Regions from separate parts of the Mus musculus genome. Here region 1 is linked to region 2. The links are chromatin contacts, called in public Hi-C maps. All regions are on one chromosome and are shown on one strand. Each heading gives the region's core, a stretch centred on a gene start, on an enhancer-like site or on the middle of the called end of the contact. The rest is flanking DNA. Distances are from core to core; before and after follow the strand shown. Region 1 has its middle 130 kb from the start of Gm13479. Region 2 has its middle 65 kb from the start of Gm28643.

What was found. A called contact is a pair of places that touch in the nucleus more often than the background predicts.
Region 1: a contact with region 2 is called in a Hi-C map of bone marrow-derived macrophages, with 2.3 times the contacts expected there. The contact joins two enhancer-like sites. A contact is called at or near these places in 1 of 15 datasets of contacts at CTCF or cohesin (the G1E-ER4 cell line), 8 of 484 Hi-C or Micro-C datasets (CD4 T cells, bone marrow-derived macrophages, centrocytes and 3 more), 3 of 115 datasets of contacts at active chromatin or transcription factors (bone marrow-derived dendritic cells, microglia and neural progenitor cells) and 1 of 9 other capture datasets (bone marrow-derived macrophages).

The regions. Positions count from the first base shown.
Region 1 is chr2:45,260,479-45,266,534 of GRCm38.p6, forward strand. It overlaps Vis1. Among named protein-coding and RNA genes, the nearest start is that of Gm13479, 130 kb to the right of the region's middle. Within about 2 kb of position 1,638, at least 60 of the 459 cell types and tissues checked have an H3K27ac peak or open chromatin away from gene starts, as enhancers often do. A contact at or near this core is called in bone marrow-derived dendritic cells, bone marrow-derived macrophages and microglia, where this site is marked.
Region 2 is chr2:45,194,675-45,201,038 of GRCm38.p6, forward strand. No RefSeq gene overlaps it. Among named protein-coding and RNA genes, the nearest start is that of Gm28643, 65 kb to the left of the region's middle. Within about 2 kb of position 2,032, at least 47 of the 459 cell types and tissues checked have an H3K27ac peak or open chromatin away from gene starts, as enhancers often do. A contact at or near this core is called in bone marrow-derived dendritic cells, bone marrow-derived macrophages and microglia, where this site is marked.

The sequences.
Region 1 (6,056 bases), core at 388-2,887, 65 kb after region 2:
TTATTTAGAAATTGAATGGTTTGTTGGAAAGAGCCTTTGCAATAGAATGTGTAAGTATTATTAGGTGGACCAAAGGAGATGGCACAGGAAAACCATAAACAACTTGGCTTTATTTGATCTAAGTAAACCATGTTTGAGAAAACAGTTCTACTCCATTAGAATTTTTTTCTCTGAATTCTTAAAGACATAGCCAACTTTACAATTATAGCTATGTATTTCAAACAGCATTTCAAAGAGTAGCAATGAGGTGGCGTATCTCCCAGCCTTTCCTGGAACCATGTGCTTAACAATTTTCTCAACCATTATTTTCTCTCACATCTATGAGACATTTTCTTCACTTTCCATAGTTTTTCATTTTTTACATCTGACTTTTACAGACTCCAAAAGAGTTACACGTAAGAGGTTCCTGCTTTCCCCCAATCTTTCAGTTTTCTTTAAGCATTTTACTTTTGCATCTTTACTTTGTTCTAGAAAAAAAAAAGCATTAAAGCACTTTCAACACACATTGAAACCAAGCAGTTAGTTGATTGTTGATTCAAAGTAGATTCTATAACTTCATATTCATATGAGTGCATGAGTAAATAAAACCTTGAATTGAAGGAAAGAAGTATGTAAGATAAGAAGTAAGAGAAAAACTAAAGAATGCCTTGTCCCATTGACATTGTTACTATCCTCACAGTATTTGTGTGTGCTATTTTTTATTTTGAGGATTTCTTGATATATTACATTAATATATACATATTTCTTAGGTTAATAACTAACTTTACAAAGCCCAGATTTGTATCTACCTACCATTTGTATCAGCTTTGAACCTATCTCCCATTCCTGATTTATGTGAACAACTTAATCAGAGTAAAGTGGGTTTGTAATGGAAGGAAAGAGCAATTGAAGCAATGGATGGACATTTGCATATGGACAACTGGTCAACTTTCTATTACTCCCAGAGCATCACTCACAGGGAGCCGTCTACTCTGAGCTTCAGAGTAGAGAACATCCTGATTCTTGCTAATACATCACATTTTACAGAATACCTATGTTAAGTATATCTGGAGTGGATACAGATTTTGCTTCAGAAGATGGGCACTGTGTAAAAAGGATTTTCTATTAGTGTCTATAGCTTTCATAGTGTGTCCCCTAGACTTGATCGATGAAGAGAAAGCCAGAGAGGGAGAAAGAGCTAAGTAGACCTGGCTTCAAATGATATACTTTCTCTTTTCAGAACCACAGTTTAAAGCAAATAAAGGCAAGCATTCTGTTTACAGGACAGCTAGTTGGAACCCGCCCCTCATAGCTGCAGAAGGCAGGGGTTCACTTTGCTTATGTTCCTTGACATAGACTACTAATTGGCCTCTTGATTGTCAGTTCGACACCATTTTCAGCACATGAGATGACTTCCTAATTGATTAAACGTGGTCAAATAATAACATTTGGAAAAGCAATGAGGCATCTGTGCAACTTAAACCTAAGGTTGTGGCCACTGAGGGGGAGGACTGCAGAATTAAGGAGAGCCAAAACACAGGAATGTGTAATGACATCAAATTTAAGATCTAATTATACAACACACAAGGAAGATCACCCTCTTCCCTCCTCCCCACCACACCATGCTCACAGAAACCAAATTGAGCAACGCTCACTGAGAGAAGGAAGTGAGACTTCGTGGAGAAAATGACCCTTGGAGGGTGAATAATGTTTGCATAGTTAGAGAGGAAGAAGGACATCCAATTAAGGGAAAAAAAAAACCTGATGTGAAAGTGTGTATCCTGTACATCAGAACTGTTGCAATGAGACTCACTGCAGGCCAGACAGTAACCAGGGGTTTTTGGAAAGGAAAATAAGTGTTGGGAGGCAGAAATAAGTGCGACTCAGCTTTGTGGTATATTGGGGGGGGGGGTGGGCACATAGGTTTTTGGGCCAGATCCACCTGGGTTCAGCTATCACCTATTATGTAACAACTGGGCAACCCTGCATAGGCTACTCAATCTTTAGTGTTTTCATTTATATAAGAGACACAATACCCACAGTGCTGTTTCCAGAGAGATAATATAAGATGTTCAAAGGGCTCCCTACATAGTAGGCATAGAGTAAGATAACTTTTATAATTTTTTTCTCCTATTTCCTTTCTCTGTGGCATAACCCACTAGTTTAAGAAATATATGTAAAAATACCCACATGGAGTATATATAAAGTAATATATGTGACATAGTATAAAAATTCCATATCATGTGTGTGTACCGAGATGATTATGATGTCTGCTGGGACCATTTTGGAAACAGGGCAGAGGTGTCTAACAATTGGGGTGTGTTTTGTAGCAGTTCAAATGAGTGTAAATGCTGGAACTCCACAACGAGTACACACCTTCATTAAGCTAATATGCTGTGCAATTGAGCTAAACTAAGTGATAATGCTGGTGGTGGCGACAGTATTTTATTAAACTTTGTTTTAGCCTAGAACCTTGTGCATTGTATGATACAAGTGTTTAGCCAAGATCTATCTTCAGAACATGGCAGAAGTTGTTGTATACCATATCCAGAAGGTAAAACTTTATGATTACAGGTCTGTAACAAATTGTTTTCTCTTCTCTCTCTCTCTCTCTCTCTCTCTCTCTCTCTCTCTCTCTCTCTCTCTCTCTATCCCTTCCTCCATCCTTCCATCCCTCCCTCCCTCTCTGCCCCCCCCTTATTTGTTTGTTTTTTGAGACAAAGTTTCTCTGTAGCCTGGCTGTCCTGGAAGTCTCTCTATATAGACCAGGCTGGGCTCAAAATCATAGAGATCTGCCTGCCTCTGCCTCCTGAGTACTAGTATTATTGTTTTAAATTGAGTTTTGTGAGTACTTAGAAGCCTTTGAGCCTCCTTTGCTTCTTTGGTTGATGTATAATTTTTGTTTTTGGTGAGTTGTGAAACTTTATTTATTTATTTAAGGATGGTCTTACTGTATATCCCTGGTTTACCTTCAACTTGCCATTATAGACCAGGTTGGCCTTGAACTCTTAGAATCCCATTGCTTCTGCCTATGAATTAAAGGTGTGGGCCACTGTGAGTGCTTCTGAATTTTATCCAAGAAATTTGGATTGAAAACCGAAACTCCATTGAAATAATTGGAGATATTTAGAACAACTCTATAATTCTTTTTTATTACTAAAGTGTACTTTGCTGTCTACAGTTATTGTATTTTTTAGCCAATATTATATTTCATAGTCTTAATTTTATATAATGCAAATTGATGGCTCTTTCCCAGGACTAATTTTTTATTGTTTATTTTATTTATTTACATTTCAAATTATATCCCCTTCTCAGTTTCCCCTCTGCAACCCCCCCATCCCATACCCCTCCCCCTGGCTCTATGAGGGTGCTCCTCCACCCACACATCCACTCTCTAACATCCCCCTACCCTGGGGCATTCAGCCTCCACAGGACCAAGGGCCTCCCCTCCCATTGATATCAGATAAGGCCATCCTCTGCTACATATGCGGCTGGAGCCATAGGCCCCTCCATGTGTATTCTTTGGTTGGTGGTTTAGTCCCTGGGAGCTCTGGGGACTGGTTGGTTGATGTTATTGTTCTTCCTATGGGGTTGCAATCCCCCATTCAATAATTCTACAGATTAACCTTGACTCTTTCTCTTATCAAATTATAATCACTCTGTATTTCCTTGTTGATGTCAACTCTTTGGGGATAGTAATTGTAAGCGTGTACTGTTCACACACTAAGTGGGTACTAGCTTAGTGATTTTGGATAATATCTACAGCTTGTAGATATGTAGTTTCCTACATCTTGAGAACCCAAGAAGTCCTGAGAACTTCTCGTCATTCTCATTTATGTGTATGGTTCTGAGTTTTTATAAAACAGAGACTATTATATAATCATCTCACCTTCTATGTAGAATCCAGGAAATCATGGAAATTAGGATCATGAAGTAAGTAATTAATGTTATGCTGCCAGAATGACTTTGTATATCAAGAGCTAAAATTTAGCAAAAGTGCCAATGTCAATTTTAAAAATGAGAACTAGGAATTATAAGACAAGAAAATATAAATTAGCAACAACAATTTCAGTTCAGGATACTAAGGCACCAACATCTCTTTGTTCCGTTAGTTGGAGTTCTTCAAGTCTTTTTATAACATATATGGAAAGCGAGACATAACCATATGGTGGACTTTTTGATTTTCTTCTGTATATATACATTCGGTTATTTCCAAAAGTTCTAAAGAGATGCTGTGTTTGTTAACCTGTGCGACAGGTGTTGTTGCTCTGTAACCTGTGTGATGTGATGGGCATTGCTTCTCTGTAACTGGTGTGACAGGTGTTGCTGGTTGGTTACCTCTTTGATGGACATTGCTGGTTGGTAGTCTATGGGATGGAGGTTGCTCCTCTGTAACCTGTGTGATGGGTGTTGCTTCTGGGTAACATATGCTATGGGCAATGCTGATCGGTAACCTGTGTGACGGGCGTTGCTGTGGTAGGAGTTTCCCCTGATGGAAAGCAATGAGACCACATTTGTTCCTTTTTCACTTTCCATTTGGAAGTTACAGATGCAGGTGGCATCTTGCGCTCCTTAGGTCTTTTCTTTTTCTGGTTCTATATAGTGAAGATGTGCTCTCAGATCAGAATGCCAACTTCCTAAGGAGTTGCCAACAATTTAGGAATTCTGGAATATGGCAAATAAATAATTTGTCTCCCCGGAACCTATCTTCTGCTTACGAAGGGTCTCTACTGATAAAAAACTATGAAGAAACATACACATTATCAGAATTACTATTGAAATACTATTATTAATTATTTTGAGATGGGGTCTCAGGATTTTATCTAACTCCTGGTTATAAAATGATCCTCTTAACCCTAGTCCCTGTGCAGTTAGGACCCTCTGAGTACATACTACTTCAACCAGGTATTATTTTAAGAATACACACAATTCTGGGCTCAGAATATAAATAATCATCTTGAGTTTTTTTTGGTTGTGTTTGATTTACCTTTCCTTGCTTACTAATACTTCATACTATATGTTTCCTACGATTTTTCTTTTTCTCAAAATTCTATAATTTTCTTTGCTTTCTAGTATGGTTCTATACCAGTTGTAAAGTTGTTACCTCCTAAGTTTTGCTTTTCATATTTGTATTTAATTTATCTTTACCACCCCATGATTGCAATTCAGGAAAGAATAGAAAAATTCTAAGACCTAACACAGAAAAGTCATTTTTGAAGGGAAAGCTTTCTATGTGTCTCTGGCAAAGAACAAGGTTTGTTTCCCTGTGTCTCCTGTCTGTCCAGCTCAGCAGGGGGTGGCCCCTTGTCAGCATTCGGCCCATCATACTGAAGAACACCTCGCCTCCTAACTGTGTCCAGGCTTCACATAAAAGGGAGAATGCATTTGCTTCCACAAAGGACATGCTCACTCATGGTTGCAGCACCTTGGGCAGAAGTAGGTGCATGTCCTCCTAAATGCAGAAACAAGCTTGCAATCTTCCCTAGCCTGTGTGGCCTGGAATGGTAGAAATGAGCTCAGCCATGATTTCTTGCTGCTAGGCAAAGGTTATAATCACAGGAGGAGGGGCAGTGGGAAACCACACGTTGTTTGGCAGTGGTACAGAGGTCTGGAGACTGACACAGTCACCATGTAACTAGTTCTGATCAGTCACCTATGCCAGTCTAATTCCTCCTTTCAATCACGGAATCATTGTCAAAAATAAACCAGGCTTTGAAGGTTAAAATCCTGGTTTTTAAATCCTCCTCCCATATGCTGCTTGTGGCCAATATATTCCTTGGGAAATTGTTTTGTTATTTAAACAAGTTCTTATTCTTACAGTGAGGATATCACCAATACTACATACAGTCATTTTTTATTGTTGTCTCCCTTCTCCACTCTGAGAACAATGTGAGGTCTATGGGGACAGAGCTTTTTGTCTGTTAACTTCTAAGGTCTCAGAACATCCTTAGTACGGAAACTATTAGATCTTTGAATAAATCAGTGTACGTAGATGGCTTTTGTGAGCACCACACAAAACTACAGATTTGAAATCCATCACACGAAGATTGGTCTGTATATAGGGCTTAATAAATGTT
Region 2 (6,364 bases), core at 782-3,281:
CTTAAAGTTAGATTTCCATTTTCCACGGTTATCCCTGAAATGCCTGACCTTTAATAAGCATTTTTTGTGAATGACTAAACTCATCCTCCGTTTTCTCAAAAGCGAGCTGTCACAATTGCAAGCAGCATGGCATGGCAGAGTAACTTTGGTGGGCTTAGCTCCCTATGCCTGGCTGCTTCGTCTTCCTGCAGGACTGGCTACTGCCTGTGGGGCCACTTTCTCAACCTTTCTGATCTTTGGTTATAAAATGATGAGACAAATAAAATTTCTCCTTAGAGAGCAGGTTGCTCTAGAGATCAAAGGAAATGCAATAATAGACTGGTTAACTGGTCTGAGCAACTTCAAATAAAATTATTGTAATGCTATTATTACTATTTTGGAGGCCTGTGTTACTGTTTTTCTTCTTGTTGTGAATCTATCTCTCCGTGTTTTGGTTGGAAGGAGAATCTAGCTACAGTCAGCTCCACTGTAGAAAGTACTTGACGTTCCTTAATCTTAACATCTAGAGTTCTTGATATAATTAATAATTACGGCTGCACATATATTTTTATTGTGTTGACTCTTTTTCTTTTTCTGTTTTGAAGTCTGAGCCTGTGGCGCTTACCTGTCTACCCACTGAATTGTATCCTCAGCTTTCCTTTCTTAGCTGAGAGGCAAGTTACCTGTGAAGAGAACCCAGGGCCATGTGCAGAGCACCCTAACTGATGAAGGGGTCAGAATGGTGGAAAGCCCCTAAGCATGCATCCCTTCCCTTCTCCCTTAACCTTGGCTTTCTTGTTTTCCTTGGCATTTTTGCACTTTGTTTTTCTTTTCCCTTTTCTTTTTTCTTGTCTTTCTGTCATTCTTTTTCTTCTGCCAAAATCTTGCTGTGTAGCTCCGTCTGGCATGGGCTTTCCTTTGCAACCATTCTCTCTTTTCAGGCCATTTCCAGGCCTTACCTAACTCTCTCTACTAAGAGAGAAAGCAGAATCCTGCCTTCCAATATGATCAATTAGTTCACTATGTTATGGTCTCAAAGTAGAGCAAACTTGGATTTAGTTCTGTTATTTAACAGTGAGAGGGTTGACCAGGGCTGTGGCTTGGTCAGGGAGAATACTTTCCTAGCACGCCAAAGCCCTATGTTGAGCTCAACATTACATAAAAATCAGGACTAGTGGCAGTAACACACACATCATCCTGGCGTTTTGGAGGAGACATGAAGATTAGAGTTTCAAGGTTGTTCTTATCTGAATGGGGAGTTCAAGACCACCCTGGACCACCCGAGAATCTGTCTTAGTAAAATAAATTAATAAATAAATAAACAATAGGCTGGTGACCAGGCATGATGGCTTATGGCTCATGTCTGCTACTCTGATATTCAGAAGGCTGAGGCAGGCGGATTGCTATGAGCCAGCTGGTCTACACAATGAGTTGGAGGCAACACTGGGTTCCTGGACTACAGAATGAAACTTTTTCCCCAAGAGGAAAAAAAATCCAACGAAAAAAGTTGTTTTTCATTTCCCTGTCTAATGAATGGTCTCTAGAGCACTCTGTGTGACAGTCAGTGCTCTTCGTACAAACATCATCTATGCTTTGTCAGCTCAGGTGAACCTGAAGAAGGCTTTTTCCCAAAAAGAGGGGGGAGCCAATCTGCTTGAATTTTGACCATGGATATTGCCAGTTTCATAGTTTCAGGGCCTCAGGATGGGGCTCTTGGAGAGAGGACTGACGACCTCCGCGAAAGGGGGCACCCCACCTCCCTCGCAAGGCTGCAGAGATCTTCTCTAAGCTCCTCAGATGCCTTGCTGATGTATCAGGTGACTGTCTTGGAGTTGACACCTAGGGTGCAGAGTATCTAGACTTCTGCCGTTAGCAGTGAATGTCTCACAAGACCAGCAATGGAGGTGACATGGGTAACTAAAGTCTGCTTTTGCCTTAGTTATACAGCATCAAGAAGGAAACCATTGTTTTGTGACTTCTTTCTCAGAAGTGAACTCGATGAGGAAGAAGAAGAAGGTAGGATAACTTCCTCCTAAATTCGGAACAGTAAGCATGGCCATCCCCTCCTGTCTTGTGACACATGTTTGTCACAGCTGAGTGTTCTGTAGTTCTCAGAGTCTCTTCACTTCAAGAGATAGGTTTTAATGGGTCTATGACCTCTGAATGATTTCTTTTAACTAATTCTAATGCGATGGAGAAGAGTGATTGACAAGTTACTTTCCTAAGGGCCTGGGACTCCTCCAAGATCTTATGCACCAGAAGAAAAAGACTCAGATCTCAAGGAACTGAGTGTTTTCTGTTCCAGGCCTGAAGCAGGACCCAAGTCTCCATCTCTGACGCCAAGTAATCTCTTCTTCTAAGATGTTTGTGTGGTGAGGAACAGCCATATCCTTCCTTGAGAAGCACTTGCTAAAACCACATGGGCCGAAAACTAAGGAGAACTTAGCTATTCATAGCATGGGGACCCAAAGAAAACATTCAGTTCATGGTCATTGCTGGCTGGCCAGGACAGTGGCTTTGGGGACCGCAGTCTCCCCAAGTCCGTGGAAGAAAAGGCAAGCACCATCCTTGAGCACCACATCCTATCCCTGCCAAGAACGCCGCCGTTCACGGCAGAGAGTGTTCACTCCTGCTTCACTTCAGATACACCACTACCCAGTATTTCTCCGACTCCTCCAATGTCCTACAAGAGGCCTAAACCTTAGATATAAACAGTGGGCAAGTAGTTGAGGACTAAAAATAAGTTTCAGATTCAAAACTCTTGTGCTTCTATGATGGCAAAGCTTTCTCTGAGTGCGTGGGCGTCGCTGCCGTCCTGGTCCTAGGTTGCTGCCTTTCATCTCTTGGCAGAGGAGTTTTCTAGGGTATTTTTCAAACTTTCCAGCTTAGCAAAGCACCCAGCTAAAATTAAAAGGAGAACTAGGCGTCGGTCAGAGGCAGTGTTGCTCTTGATGGGGGAAGGGAGATTGCTGACACAGCGAAAATAAGACAAAACGTTTGAAACTTTAGGCCCAGTACTTCTCAAATGCCTCTTTTAGAAATCGCTTAAGTCGTTATTAACATCCACCACCCACCTTCCCTTTTCAGTCCTGACACCGGGTAATAATAGATAATGTTGACTTATGTTCCCCGCTGGTCAGAAATACTATACTTCTGTGAAAGGTAACATTTTCAAGCTATGACAAAATGTATTTTACTTGGACAGAACATTAGTTATTGGACTAGTGTCAGAACGTGGGCTGTGGGGTAAAACTTTTAACATTTGAGTTGTGGGAGAAAGTTTGTTGGGAGAGTGGGGCATCAGCACGGGGCGTGTTTATCTTTCACCAGTTCTAAAGGTACTGGCTTAGTGTCAAGCACTTATGTCCTCAGGAATGTAAAGGAAACATTCCCATTATGTATGAAGAACAGCTGTCCACGGACACAGCAATTTTTAAAAGTGATTATACCCAGCTTTACTGTAGTGTGGAGCATGGAATCAAAAGTATTTTTTTCACTGTGTACCAAAGAATTCTGTTTATGGGCCAGTTCTGCATGAGACATATGCTGTGGGTCTGTCGTTTGTTCTCCACGTGATGTTCCCTGAAATATGTTTTACCAAGAAAGAAAGGAGAAAGGGGGAGGGGAGGAAGGCAGGGAGGGGGAGGGGAGACTGACTTCTGATGGACTGTGGTGGTCGAAACTACTTTTGAAAGTCATTTAGAAGAAGAGTCAGGAAATGCTCCAGCTGGCTTCCAACTTCTAAAGTCTGAGCGGCCCTATGCAAAACTGGAAAAATTGATTTTGTTTTGAAGGTTCACACAGACTGAAGTGTTGTGGAAGTTGGACAGAGTTTTTATTGAATCTGGTCCTTTGTGTTTTACGACAGTCTGAATGGGTGTTAAGATTCCACGAATAAATCTCCTGTCGTTTCCGAAATCTCTGATTATAAACAGGAGCTTCGTCAATTTGTGCTCTGCACAAATGTCTCTCCGAATGTTAACAAACATGATGCACTGATGGGTGGGTTGGCCCATGGGAAAGCAGTCTGCCTTGCTTGGTAGGACATTCTGGGTTGCCTTTCCTTTTGTTTCTCACTGTTGTGGTTACTGAGAAGTGGGGATGCTACAGTTGGATTCTGCGATGTCCTCCGCCTGCTCATGGACTTGAACACCTGGCCCCTAGCTACTAGTGCTGTTTCAGAAGGTTGAAGCACCTCTGAGACCTGAAGCCTGATTTGCAGGAGTGTATCATTAAGGATTGGCTTTTGGAAAGTATTTCCTCCCAGGTTCTTCCCTGCATCCATTCTCTATGTTCTATCATGTGAGGAGTCTGTTGTAAGGGGTTCCATCCATGTTCCTTTGCCATGATAAACGGATGGAATATCTAAAACCATGCACCAAAATAAATCTTTCCTCTCATAGCTTGTTCTCTTTAGGATTCTGGTCACCATGATTAAAAAAAAAAAAAAAAACATGGAAAACAAATGCAGATGTGCTGGTGGTGATAAAAGCAAAACTTTTGGACTAGGAAGACTCATTGGAGACTGATTGGGGAAGAAGTACTAAGAGCTTTCCACTGAAAGGATGGCTAAGTTTCTACCATGAAGTCATCAGACTCATTCCCAGGAAACGGTCTCATCATTTCCTCAGGCTTCAGGTGAATTACTGGGGGAACACAGACAGCAAAGATGAGAACATAGTTTTTAAATATTGTTTTGCTATAGTTTTAATGCATTTGTCATGTTTTAGGATACTTTAAACTCAAATGCGAAGTTGATAGTAATCTGAAATTAGTTTCCAGCTGAACAGTGTACTTTAAAGTCAGCAAGCCAAAGAGGGGAAATGCCTCCATTTTTACGATAAAAATTAGGTCATCTGCAGACTAAATACTTTTGATGGAAAGCTGTGATAGAATTTCAAGAGTCTTATTCTACACAATTCGTGGTGGTAAAAGTTGCATAGTGAGCAATTGGAGGTTTTATAATGTATAGCTTCCTTACAATTATTACTCTGAATCGAACATTGGCTTCTTATTTTGAAGCATGAACCTAAATTTCAGTGACTTATATCTTATCCTTCACATATTTAATGCTGTGGTGGCGAAAATTAATTATGTGATTAAAATGCCAGCAGCTTCCAACTCTTTGCTTGTTTTTACAGAAGGGAAGTGTAAGAAGGTAGTTATCTGGCATACAGAGCACCTACCTAGGGACATTCCCCCCAAATCCCCATACATGGCTCTTCATGCAGTCTGGTTAAAGAATATGGGCAGTCATTTTGGTTGAATTTACATTCACCATGAAAATTGATGTCGGAATGGGGGAAGTTTCATGGGAAATTCTAATGTGCTTTTTATTGGCATTATAACTTGGGCCACTAACTTGATGTGCTTCTTGTTGAGGGCCAAATTTGGCCCTCTGTTTCTTCCTCAAGGTTTTCGCTGAAGTAGTAATTACCAAGTAGAAGAATACCAATAATGTTCTGCAAAATTCTGTTCTAAGTTGCTCTCATGTAATTCCCAGTGAAGTTAATTATGTCTCAGTAAGACTTGGTGATACAACATCTTAAGGGCTTTGGAACTCTGTGATCTGTAGTCCAAGACACCAGGCCAACAGTGCTTTTAGAGAGGGGAATTGAATCTCCTGAAGGTACGATATGGCTCTCCTAGCAACTATGTATGTAATGGGGCTTAAATAGTAGAATTTAACATCTTTGAACTTGAAGAAGTTTGATCTTTTTTGTAGTTTTCGTCTTTGGGGGAGACTGATTTATTTAAGCTTAGATCCGAGTTGGTGTGTTAAGAGTACCTTGGTATGAGTGACCTCCCAGCTCCTTCTCTTAGCACCCATTTGCTGTGCTAACATGTAATTTTCATTTCCATTAATTGTAGAGCATTTGTTTAAGTCATCACTGCTTAGCTATTATTTCTTGGAGCTAAACTATTATCTTCCTTAAATACACATGTTTATATTTTACATAATATAATTTCTATCATAAGAATTCATTATAACTTTCAAAAATACTTTGGCTCACATTTAGCATATGTTTTAGTTTAGACTTTAAAAAAATGGATTCAAAGGTCCCATGACCTATTGGATAACAATATCGTATGTGTCACTAAATAGGCTCCTCTTAGCATTTGGTCACTGCACAAGTGAAGTTTTAGAGAAGAGGCAGGCTCTTGCTTTGGCCTGGTATGAGTCGAACATTCTATAATTAGTATCATCTGCTGGGATGTCTGAGGATAAGGCTATCTTTGCTCTCCAAAGTCAGTATATGGGTCTTTCCAGACTTCATGATATTCTTCTGGCAATATCAGAAAACCCTGATGGGCTATTATGATTATGTTGTGTTCCTCTTCAATTAAACATAAAAATAATAGTAAGCTATAGAATTAACAATGG